Regions from separate parts of the Sus scrofa genome. Here region 1 is linked to region 2. A link is a contact called in public Hi-C data. All regions are on one chromosome and are shown on one strand. The core of a region is the stretch at or near the end of the contact, and the rest is flanking DNA. Distances in the headings are between cores, read along the strand shown. Region 1 has its middle 27 kb from the start of ULK1. Region 2 holds the start of PUS1 (tRNA pseudouridine synthase A, mitochondrial).

What was found. A called contact is a pair of places that touch in the nucleus more often than the background predicts.
Region 1: a Hi-C map of liver shows a contact between it and region 2, with 7 times the contacts expected there. The contact joins the enhancer-like site here to the promoter of PUS1 in region 2. A contact is called at or near these places in 1 of 5 promoter capture datasets (liver), 6 of 47 Hi-C or Micro-C datasets (embryonic fibroblasts, epiblast stem cells, liver and 1 more) and 1 of 2 datasets of contacts at active chromatin or transcription factors (skeletal muscle).

What each region holds. Positions count from the first base shown.
Region 1 is chr14:23,472,118-23,478,129 of Sscrofa11.1, forward strand. No RefSeq gene overlaps it. Among named protein-coding and RNA genes, the nearest start is that of ULK1, 27 kb to the left of the region's middle. Within about 2 kb of position 3,519, at least 1 of the 83 cell types and tissues checked has an H3K27ac peak or open chromatin away from gene starts, as enhancers often do. A contact at or near this core is called in liver, where this site is marked.
Region 2 is chr14:23,416,933-23,423,017 of Sscrofa11.1, forward strand. It overlaps PUS1 (tRNA pseudouridine synthase A, mitochondrial), which reads right to left and starts at 1,538. Exons shown (of 6, transcript XM_001928590.5): 1 at 1,449-1,538; 2 at 419-650. The coding sequence starts at 640.

The sequences.
Region 1 (6,012 bases), core at 2,269-4,768, 57 kb after region 2:
GTGTAGGTCACAGAAATGGTTTGGATTCTTCGTTGCTGTGGCTGTGGTGTAGGCTGGCAGTTGTAGCTCTGATTCGACCCCTAGCCTGGGAACTTCTATATGCTATGGGTCTGGCCCTAAAAGGCAAACAAAAACCAGAATCTGACTGCATGGGCTCTGATTGCTGTGGAGGTGCGGGTTCGATCCCCAACCAGCCAGGCGCAGTGGATAAAAGAATCTGGCGTTGTCCCAGCTGTGGTGTAGGTTGCAGCTGCAGCTTGGGTTTGGTCTGGGAATTTATATATGCCAAAGGTGGTATCAAAAATAAAAAAAAGATTACTGCTAATCACAAAAATCTCAAATTAGTGATTTTTTTTCTTTTTTGGACATACCCACGGCATATGGAAATTCCCAGGCCAGGGGTCAAACCTGAGCTGCAGCTTTGACCTATTGCTTCAGGTGGTCACATCCTTAACCCACTGCAAGACCCACAGATAAATGATTTTAGGGCCTTTCTTTGTATGTAAAGATACAAGAATTCTGCACTGATTGGAAACATTCCTTTGATAAGCATCTTTCTTCTTTTCTTTCTTTGTCTTTGTGCTTTTGTTTTTTGATAAGCATCCTAACTATTTAGTGCCAGTATCCTGTTTTTCTCCAGCCCCGAATCCCCCTCAGGGTGCACCAGAGGAGCCACTACAGTGTCGAATGGTTTTATGACCACAACGTCCTTTGTTTACTGAAATGGCAGGTGACATTCTTTGTCCACAAAGTGGTGAGGGTCCGATCTTAGAAATAAAACAGGCATCTGTATCCCAGCTTCCCAAATACCTAGACCACATTCTCCAAACCCTCTCAGAAGAGCAGCGTGTATCTCCTACCGGTTCCTTTGCTGATAAGTGATGAACTTTGGTACAGACTCCAAATCGATGTGCCTAATATATGGCTTTTATAAATTTATCTGTGTCCCTGCAGGTGTCTGCTAGGCTCTGTGCTCCTGGTGGCTCTCACACCCCTCACCCACCAGCAGCAGCTGGTGACCCCAAGGAGATGGGTCCAGTCCAGCCACACTGCAGAGTCTACACCTGAGCAAGTCCGGACTCACCTGGAACAGGTGTTACCCTCTAGGACCCACCTAGTGGACCTTTGTGGACACAGCTTCCCCTCGCCCGACCAAGACTGGCCTGCAGGTCTCAAACCCAGCTGCCTTCATGGACATGCCAGGAGATCCTGCAGGACAATGGGACGTGGAAGAAGGTGTTCCCATTGTGGCTCAGTGGCAACGAACTAAGGATAAGGATCATAAAAATGAGAGTTTGATCCCTGGCCTTGCTCAGTGGGTTAAGGATCTGATGTTGCCATGAACTGTGGTGTAGGTCCCCAGTGCAGTTCGGATCTGGCGTTGCTGTGGCTGTGGTGTAGGACGGCAGCTGCAGCTCTGATTTGACCCCTAGTCTGGGAACCTCCATATGCCACAGGTGCGGCCCTCAAAAGACCAAAAATAAAAAGAGAAAAGAAAAACGAAAGTGGAGGGAATTGTATCCGCCTTTTATGCTTTGGAGCAAGTGGACTCTCCGGGGCGGCTGAGAGGTTGGAACTCCTTGGTTCCAGCCTAGAGGTCGGACCCTGTCAGTGCCGCCTCCCTGGGTGCAGCCTCTGGGACACATATAACCCCAGAGTACTAAAACTGGGGCACTACCAAAACGTACATTCATGTTCACAGTAGGGTTATTCACAATTGCCAAAAGGTGATCTTGATGTCCACTGATGGGTGAATGAGGAAAACCAGAGTCACATGAGAGAACATGACTCAGCTGCCAAAAGGAATGAAGCTCTGATTCACATGCCACAATGTGAATGAACCTTGAAAACACGTTACATTAAAGCCACAGAATTTCCCTCCAGATGAGAAGCAAATGCACAGAGACCTGAGTTAGATTCGTGTTAGCTGAGGGCTGGTGACAGGATTGGGTGGGGGGTGGGGGGCGGAATGAAGCTTATGGGCACTGAGCTTCCTCTGGGAGTCAACAATGATCGGAACCATGGAGTTCCTGCCATGGCTCAGTGGTAATGAACTGGACTAGTTCCATGAGGATGTGGGTTTGATTCCTAGCCTCACTCAGTGGGTTAAGGATCTGGCATTGCCGTGAGGTTCGGTGTAGGTTGCAGACATGGTGTGGATGCAGTGTTGCTATGGATGTGGTGTGAGCTGGCAACTGTAGCTCAGATTCAACCCCTAGCCTGGGAACCTCCAAATGCCACGGGTGCGGTCCTAAAAAGACCAAAAAAAAAAAAAAAAAAAAGCAAATCCCCAAAAAACCAACATTTGGAACAAGAGACAGGTGGGGCCATGCAGTCCCAGGTGTGTACAGTGTCACTGGTGGCAAATTTTGCATTATGTGTATTTTATAACACGGTTGTTAAACAAGGTAGGAGCTGATGGAGTTCTCCTGTGTCTCAGTAGGTTAAGGATTCTGAGTTGTCACTGCTGTGGTTTGGGTCGCTGCTGTGGCACAGGTTTGATTCCTGGCCTGGGAGCTTCCACAGGCCTTGAGGGAGGCAAAAAACAAAACAAAACAAAACAAAAAACCAACCAACCACCTCCCCCCCCAAAAAAAGAAAGAAAGAATTAAAAAAAGAAAGCTGTCTACATTTGTCAGAAACAATCCAGCAGTTTCGAGGAGGAGACAGCAATAAATAAAATGGCATGTGGCCGCCACCCCTCCAGTTGGCATCTCATTGCTCTGGGAGACACCTGGGCTCAGAAAGAAACAGACATTTGGATTTTTCCCTCCAGCCCAGCTGCCTGTTTCCACCTGGAGGCCCACCTGGCCTGGGGACACCACTGATCTGTGCAGCGCCTTCCTCAGGACAGTCAGAGGTACATTTATTTTTGTCCTTTTCAGGGCTATACCCGTGGCACATGGAAGTTCCCAGGCTAGGGGTCAAGTCAGAGCTGTGGCTGCTGGCCTACACCACAGCCACAGCCACACCAGATCCAAGCCTCATCTGTGATTTACACCACAGCTCATGGCAATGCCGGATTCTTAACCCACTGAGTGAGGCCAGGGATCGAACCTGAATCTTCATGGATACTAATTGGATTCTTAACCCTCTGAGCCACAACAGGAACTCCAGCCCCGCCTCTTTTTTTATGACACCCTGCACAGTTGAGCTTAGAGACACCTCTGTGCTCCATCAAATCTAAATGCCTTTGATGGAAAGAACCCAATTAATTTTCATGCCACTGGAAAGAACAAAATGCTTCGGGTTGTACTTTGTACAAAATGTTCCATCCATTTTAGGACACATCCTTTTTTTTTGGCCACGCCCTTGGCATGTGGAAGTTCCCAGGCCCAGGACTGAACATTCACCATAGCAGTGACAACACCAGATCCTTACCCCACTGAGCCACAAGGGAACTCCAGGACACATCGTGATTTCGTGTGAATAACTGTTCACTGAGGACTCAGTGAAATACGGTCATAACACAGCAGATCCCAGTAGGGCACCTGTGCCCTGGGCCAGTTTCTCATCTCCAACTGTGGTTGCTTGTTTAAGCCAGCCAATCGGTTTAAACATTGATCCTGAATTTATCCCCCATTCACAGACAGGCAGTTTCGCAATGTGTCAGAATCATACCATCAAGAAGTAGAAGATTGGGAGTTCCTATTTTGGCTCAGCATGTTAAGAACCCAAATAGTATCCTTGAGTCCCCGGGTTTGATCCCCAGCCTCTCTCAGTGGGTTACCGATCTGGCATTTCCATGAGCTGTGGTGTATGTCATGGATGCGGTTCTGATCCCGCATTGCTGTGGCTGTGGTGTAGGCCGGCAGCTGCAGCTTTGATTCAAGCTCTAGCCTGTGAACTTCCATATGCTGTGGGTCCAGCCCTAAAAAAAGACCAAAAAGAAAAAAAAAGAAGTACAAGATTGGATGTGAGGGGGCCTGGCTGGGGAACCCGTGACCCCAAAGCCCACCCGCCTGGCTTTTCACATTTCAGGGCCATTTGGGAGGTGGGAAAGGAAGGCTCAGAGACAGGAAGTGACTTGCTGGGCACCACACAGTGATCACTTGAGTGTTTCCGAATGGAGCCTGGGAGGAAGGGGAAGCTGGCAGCTGAAGTTGGGGGGTGGGCCCCCAGGAAAGGCAGAGTCCAGGTGCGGCAGGGCTGCCGGGCTGCATGATGGCAGAGGATTGCATCAGGGTCCACGCCGATGTGGCCTGGAGCTGCCGGGGCCTTTCTGGGGTGATGCAAACCTGGCCGGCAGCCACCTGTCCCGGCCAGGACAGAGATGAGGGTGTGACCTGGGAGCTCCACCTTCCAGGATGCCTGGACTGCTCCGAACAGCCCTCAGCCCTGGCTGCCCCCTACAACTCCCCTGGGGGGGTCCATTCTTTCTGGCTCCAGCACTTGGTCACCACGCTTCTCCTCGTTCTTTGGCTTGTTTGTTTTCGTTTGTTTGTTTGTTTGCTTTTTAGGGCCACAACTGTGGTTCCCAGACTAGGAGTCCAATCGGAGCTATAGCCACTGGCCTATGCCACAGCCACAGCAATGCAGGATCCAAGCCGTGTCTGTGACCTACACCACAGCTCATGGCAGCGCCAGATCCTTAACCCACTGAACAAGGCCAGGGATCGAACTTGCAACCTCCTGGTTCTTGGTTAGATTCGTTTCCGCTGTGCCACAGCAGGAACTCCCTCTCCTTGCTCTTTTCCCTACCACCTGCAGCCACCTGGATCCCCAGCTCCGCAGAGCACCTGTCTTATATTTATATTTATTTACCTGCTGGTTCCTGTGCTCGATTGTGAAACGGGTGTGAGAGTAAAGGTCACAGTGTCATCCATCTCTGGGGGCTGCCAACATCCTCTGTGGGCACAGTCAATACTTTCCGTGTTGTGCCGCTGGGTTTCTGCTCAGCAGAAAGCAGCCATATTGCTTAGGTCATTTTTTTTTTTTTTTTTTTTTTTTTTGTATCGCCTGTGTTATCGTGAAACAAATGGCCAGGAGAACTTGAGGCCGCTGGGTGGCCCTTATTTACTGGGCTGGCCCTGTTTCACTCTACTTCTTGCCACCTGGTGCTGCTTTGAGGGTCCCCGGGTGGCCGTCCGCATGGCAGCCTGGTGGCCTCTGCTGCAACATCCTCACGTCTCCCAAGAGTTGACTGCAAGGTGTTTATGTCTCCCCTTTGAAACCAACATGGGGATGGAGAGAGAGTCAGACACCATGGACGCCAGGATGGAGTCACAGCCTGAGGGAGGACCCGGGCACAGTACTTGTTTGAGTCCTGCTCCCTGATCTGGCCTAGGGGCCGGTTGTCTAGGTCCGTCCAGAGCAGTTCTGGTCTTCATCCAAACTGAATGACCAACCTCCCAAAGGCTGTTTCCTGGGCCAGGAGGTGGAGAGGACTCCTGAGATCACTCAGGGCAAAGCAGGCCTGGATCAGATGCCAGCATGGGCCCTGAGCCCACCTGTGGCATTTGTCATTTGTTTATCCACTCAACAAACATTGAGTAAGCTAAGACCACAGCGTTGAACAAAATAGGTCAAATTTTTTTTTTAATCTTTTTTTTTTAAATGATTTTTATTGGAATTCCCGTCGTGGTGCAGTGGTTAACGAATCTGACTAGGAACCATGAGGTTGCAGGTTCAATCCCTGGCCTTGCTCAGTGGGTTTAAGGATCCAGCATTGCCATGAGCTGTGGTGTAGATCGCAGATGTGGCTCGGATCCCACGTTGCTGTGGCTCTGGTGTAGGCCGCTGGCTACAGCTCAGATCAGACCCCTAGCCTGGGAACCTCCATGTGCCGAGGGAGAGGCCCAGAAAAGGCAAAAAGACAAAAAAAAAAGGAAATGATTTTTATTTTTTCCATCATAGCTGGTTTACAGTGTCTGTCAATTTTCTACTGTACAGAAAGGTGACCCAGTCCAAAATTTTTTTTCCTTACTTTTTTGGCTGCCGCATGGCACATGGAGTTCCCAGGCCAGGGATCAGATCTGAGCTGCAGTTGTGACGTACACCACAACTGTGGCA
Region 2 (6,085 bases), core at 288-2,787:
CCAATTGGACCCCTAGCCTGTGAATCTCCATATGCTGAGGGTGAGGCCTTAAAAAAAAAAAAAAAAGGAAAGATGAGGAAACAAGGCACCCAGAGCCTCCAGTCACCTGCCCAAGGCCACACCACTGGTCAGCAGCAGGGTTTGGCCCTTAACCACCTTGGGAGACCAGTGAATGCCCCTGGCAAGCATCCAAGAGATGCATGGAGAAAGCAGGGCTCAGAGCTGCTTCAATTCAAATATAAATCTTGCTTGGTGGGACCCACATGATAACTCTGAAAAGCAGGTGAAGAATGAGACTCTGCCTTCTCCCACCTCCTGAGATGCCTCAGCGAATAACCGTGACTCTGAGGTTCCTGCTGGAAGCACAGGGCAGCTGTGAGAGAAGCTGGAGCTGCCCAGGCCCTCAGCACACCCTTACCTGCATGCCATGGTAGCCCTTCCCGGAATAGGCCATGAGCAGAACAATCTTCCGCTTGGGCAGCTTCCTGCGCTGCTCCCCATCCTCGCTGCTCTTGAGCTTTTTTGCCTGCTGTTCTGTTTCCTCCCAGATCCTGGCAGCACCCTGCCAGCCACTCCGGGCCTTCTTGTCCTGTTCCTGCCCAGTCCCCACTGGCACCGGGGCCTCCCCATTCCCCGCCATGGGGGGCAAACTGAAAAGACAGGGGCGGGTGTGAGCAACACAGAAGGAAGGGCACAGGGAAGGAGTAATGGTGGCAGCATGGTCTGGTAAACTCCCTAGGCTGACCACCGAATTCAAATCCCAGCTGGGCGCTAACTGGAGACTTTGCCCAACCACCAACTTGGGCCTCGGTTTCACTGTCCGAGAAACGGAGCAATGACAGCACTATACGCGATTAGGACTTTTAGCGCTGGGCCGGGCATGCAGTCGGGCGTGCTACACCAGGGTCACGGACAAGTGCGCTGTCATTACCAGAGGAGGCGCGGTCCAAGGCGCGGGGTCCACGGTCCGCAGACTCTCCTTAGGGCCCAGGCCGCCGCCCACAGGTTGGGGAGCCCCATGCAGGGCCGAGAGTGGCGGGGGGCGGGGGGGGCACGCGCCCGACCCCTGACCTCCCCCTGGGCGCACCAGCCCGGGCCCTCTAAACCCCGACCTCCCCGCGGCCCCTACACACCAGCCCGGCCCTGCAGAACTCCGACCACCTCACCGCTCCAGCCCCGCCCTCTGAACTCTGACCTCCCCAAGACCCCTCACGCTCCAGCTCCGCCCCTCCTGAGCTCCAACCTCCTTCAGGACCCTCTCACACTCCAGTTCCGCCTGCGGATAACCTCCGACGTCCCCTGACCCCCAGGCTGACCTCTGACCTCCCAGTCCCTCCTGGTCCCCCTTGTCCTCTCGCTCGCCCGGCCGGCTTCCCCCCAGGAGTCGGTGAGACACCAAGCACCCACGCTGGGACCAGTGGGGCGCGCCCCGACCCAGCCCCACTCACGACGCTGCGGACTGAGCCCGAGCCGGACCACGTGGGAGAAGGCGGAAATGGAGCACACGGCCGGACGGTGGCCGGACGTGGACAAAAGTCCTTCTGGGCGAGGTGGGGCTTAGGGCGGAGCTTGGTGGCTGGGGGCGTGGCTTTTCGGGGGGCGGGCCTTCCTCGCCGTAGAAGCCCGGCTGGTCGCCGAGCTGCGCCGTCTTAGAGCGACCGAACCTTCGTAACAGCGGACACTTATAGGCGCTGTGTTACACGCGTTGGCTCTTTCCTTCCCTTAACCCGCCTAAAGGAGCGAGCACTTTGTTATCGAAGAGGAACCGAGGGACAGAGAGGCTGAGCCCCTTGCCTGAAATCACACAGCACCATCCCTGGTATACTTTCAACCACGTGCAGACCAGCGCCTTCCCAGACCTTTTAGTATCAAACCCGTCATAATAAAGCATTTGCTATGTGCCAAATGCTGTTGTAGTCGCTTGAGGCGTTTTATCTTATTCAATCCCCAGGAAACCTTGAGTAAGTTTCTCTTGTTCCCATTTTACAGGTGAGGAAGCTGAGGTACAGAGAGGTGCAGAAACGCCAGGGAAGAGAGTGAGTCATGCTGGGCTCCTGGAAGTGAGGACCTCCCAGGAACTGGTGAAAGACAAATGGGTTTGGGAAGTGCCACAGGTGTCACTGTATGGAGGCAGAGTGAGACACAGAGCGGGGGTTAAGGTGGAAGAAAGTGCTACTGAAGGGACCCAGACCTGAGATGGCTATCTGGCCAGTAGATATTTACTGAGCACCTACTATGTTCCCAGCACCTCCAGATATTAGGAATAGACTAGTGAGCAAAACCCCTACCCTAGGAAAGTTTCCATTCCAGAGGGGGGACAGATGACGACAAACCAATCTGTAAAAGTGTGCGGCTTTTTTATTTGTTTTTGGCCACACCTATGTGGAAGTTCCCCGGGCCAGGGATAGAACCCACGCCACAGAAGCAAGCCACTGCAATGACAATGCCAGATTCTTAACCCACTGCTCCACAAAGGAACTCCTAAAACAGTGTTATAAAGTAGTAAATGCCATGTAAAAAATGACTCAGTACAAGAGTTCCTGCTATGGTACAGTGGTTTAATGATCCGGCTTATCTCTGTGGGGGCACCAGTTCCATCCCCAGATTGGCATAGTTAAAGATCTGGTGTTGCTGAAGCTGTGGTGGCAGCTCCAGCTCAGATTCAATCCTGGGCCCAGGAACTTCCATATGCCATGGGTTGGCCTAAAAGGAAAAAAAAAGACTCAGTATAAAGACGTTGGAGTTCCCATCGTGGCACAGTGGTTAACGAATCCAACTAGGAACCATGAAGTTGCGGGTTCGATCCCTGGCCTTGCTCAGTGGGTTAACGATCTGGCGTTGCTGTGAGCTGTGGTGTAGGTTGCAGACTCGGCTCAGATCCTGTGTTGCTATGTCTCTGGTGTAGGCCGGTGGCCGCAGCTCCGATTAGACCCCTAGCCTGGGAACCTCCATATGCCACAGGAGTGGCCCTAGAAAAAGCAAAAAACAAACAAACAAACAGAAAAAACAAAGTCCTACTGTATAGCACAGGTACTATATTCAGTATCCTGTAATAAACCATAATGAAAAATATATTTCTCTACATGTATATACATAAATGACTCAGAAATACACATGCTTTGACCAGAAGTGAACCTTGAAAACACATTCAGTAAAAAAAGCCAGATGTACAAGGCCACAAGTGTGTATGATTCTGTTTACAGTTGACCCTTGAACACAGGTTCGAATGTGTGGATCCATCCTATGTAAGAATTGTTTTCACTGAATGTGAACCGCAGCACACCTGGACCTGCCAATGGTTGAGTCTACAGCTGTATAATTACGAATGGGTAAAGGTAACTTTAATGTTATTTGTGGATTTTCAACTGCATAGGGGGTCTGCACCCCCAACCCCTGCCTTGTTCATAGGTCCATTGTGTAAGAAATGTCCAGAACAAGCAATCCACAGGAAAGAAAGTGGATCAGTGGTTGCTGACAAAGATTCTCTCCTGGACCAAACTCTACTCAGCCTTCTCTGAACTCACAAGTCAGGCCTAGTTGGAAAAGAGCTCAAGCAGGTAGGAGGGACAGCTCACCTGGGCCAAACAGCCCCCCAGGACAGCTCATCCCTCTGCAGAAGGGTTCTGGGATTGAGGAAAAGCCAAGGTCGCCTGTGATATGGGGATTCAGGTGGTTGAACAGCCTTAGGAAGCAGTGGGTCACCTCGTCTTCACACACGGCACCCCACCATCACAGAGAGCACCCCCTACCCCTTAACCATAGAGATTCGTCAGGGGACACTCCTTCCTGGCCCTCAGCCCTTGAATCTCTGGATGCCCAGGCCCTGCTCTGGCCCACAGAGTTGGACGCAGAACCCCAGGTCCTTGTGAGTGCACCACCTGGGCACCTCTGACTGCTGGAGATGGCAGAGGAATTAGAGCAGTGAAGAAGAACCTTTGGGACTCGATGAGATTTGGGTTGTGCCCTGGAAAGGACAGTCTCTCCCCTGCCAGGTGAACCAGGAAGTTCACAGAGCTGGAGCAAAAACCCAGGCCAGGTGTGGTCAGTCACAGGAGCAAGGCCCCGGGCCAGCAGGTGGGAGGATGGAGGTGGGAACCCGGTTCCAAGGTCCTGTTAGGAGCGGGGCGGGCAGGAAGGTAAGCATCCTGGAAGGTTAGAATTCCTGCATCAGGTGAGAGAATGAAAGGAAAAGACCACCGAGGCAGCTTCCAGCACACCAGCTGTGGCAGGCGCTGAGCATGCCTGCTCCCTCTCTAGATCCACCAGCTGTGGCAGTGGGTGATCCTGCATCTCTGATCTACAGAGGGTAAACTGAGCCCTGTGAGGTTGGGACAGGTGCCCAGTTTGAAGTGGGACAGGCACTAGAGCTGGGTCTCGGACCGCCCTCCACCCCACCCCATCCTGTGAGCGTGGGCTTGCTGGCAGCGCGCAGGAGACAAGGTTCCCAGAAAGACAGGTGGGAGCCACCTGAAACCCCCAGGTGCTCACTGCACCCCCAGGCCCAGCCAGCCCTCCTGGGCCCCCTGGCATAGGGGTATTTATGGCAGCTTTACTCAAAAATACCAAAACCTGGATGCAAGAAGACATCCTTCAGTAGATGAATGGATAAACTTAGGTACATGCAAACAGAAGCATCATTCAGGACTGAAAAAAAAAAAAAAAAAAAAAACCAAAAACAGGAGTTCCCGTCGTGGCGTAGTGGTTAACGAATCCGACTAAGAACTATGAGGTTGCGGGTTCGGTCCCTGCCCTTGCTCAGTGGGTTAACGATCCGGCGTTGCCGTGAGCTGTGGTGTAGGCTGCAGACACGGCTCGGATCCCGCGTTGCTGTGGCTCTGGCGTAGGCCAGTGGCTACAGCTCCGATTCAACCCCTAGCCTGGGAACCTCCATATTCTGCGAGAGTGGCCCAAAGAAATAGCAAAAAGACAAAAAAAACAAAAACAAAAACAAAAAAACAGACCATCAAGCCATGAAGATGTGGAAGCAGACAATCTGAAAAGGCCACACACCATAGGGTGCCAACTCCATGACCTCTTGGAAGAGGTGAAATTTTGGAGACAGTAAAGGGACAGGGGTTGAAGTCGAGGGATTGGACACAGAGCACAGAGGAGTTTCAGGGCAGTAAAACAACTCTGTAAATTGTGTATGTCATTATATGTGTGCACCAAGAGTGAATCCTAACATAAAACATGGACTGCGCAGTATCGGTATCAGTGTAGGTTCATCAGCTGTAACAATGAATCCCACACATGGGGTGTTAACAGGAGAGGTGAATAGGCAGCAGCAGCTGGGAAGAGAGTATATGGGAACACTGAACTTTTTGCACAATTTTTCTGTAAATTTAAAATTGCTCTAAGAAATGAAGTCTAGGGAGTTCCCATTGTGACTCAGTGGAAACGAATCCACGAATCTGACTAGTATCCTTCAGCGGAAACAAATCTACGAATCTGACTTGTATCCATGAGAATGTGGATTCAATCCCTGGCCTCAATCAGTGGGTCAGGGATCCAGCATTGCCATGAGCTGTGGTGTAGTTTGCAGATGTGGCTCAGATCTTGCATTGCTGTGGCTGTGGCATAGGCCAGCAGCTATAGCTGTGATTCGAACCCTAGCCTGGGAATTTCCGTATGCCAAGGGTTCAGCCCTAAAAAAAAAGCAAAAAAAAAAAAAAAAAAAAAAAACCCAAAAAATAAAAAACAAAAAGAAATGAAGTCTAGGAGTTCCCATTATGTCTCAGTGGGTTAAGAACCCAAAGTACTGTCTGTAAGGACGCAGGTTCAATCCCTGGCCTTGCTCAGTGGGTTAAGGATCTGGCGTTGCTGTGAGCTGTGGTGTAGGTCACAGATGCAGCTTGGATCCTGCATTGCTGTGCCTGTAGTGCAGGCTGGCAGTTGCAGCTCCCGTTGGATCCCTGGTCTGGGAACTTCCATATTCTGTGGGGGAAGAAAGGAAGGAAGGGAGGGAGGGAGAAAGAAGGTCTATTTGTTTTTCATGCAGAAGTTCCCAGACTAGGAACAGAATCCATACCACAGCAGTGACAATGGTGGACCCTTAACCCACTGCACCACCAGGGAACTCCTGAAG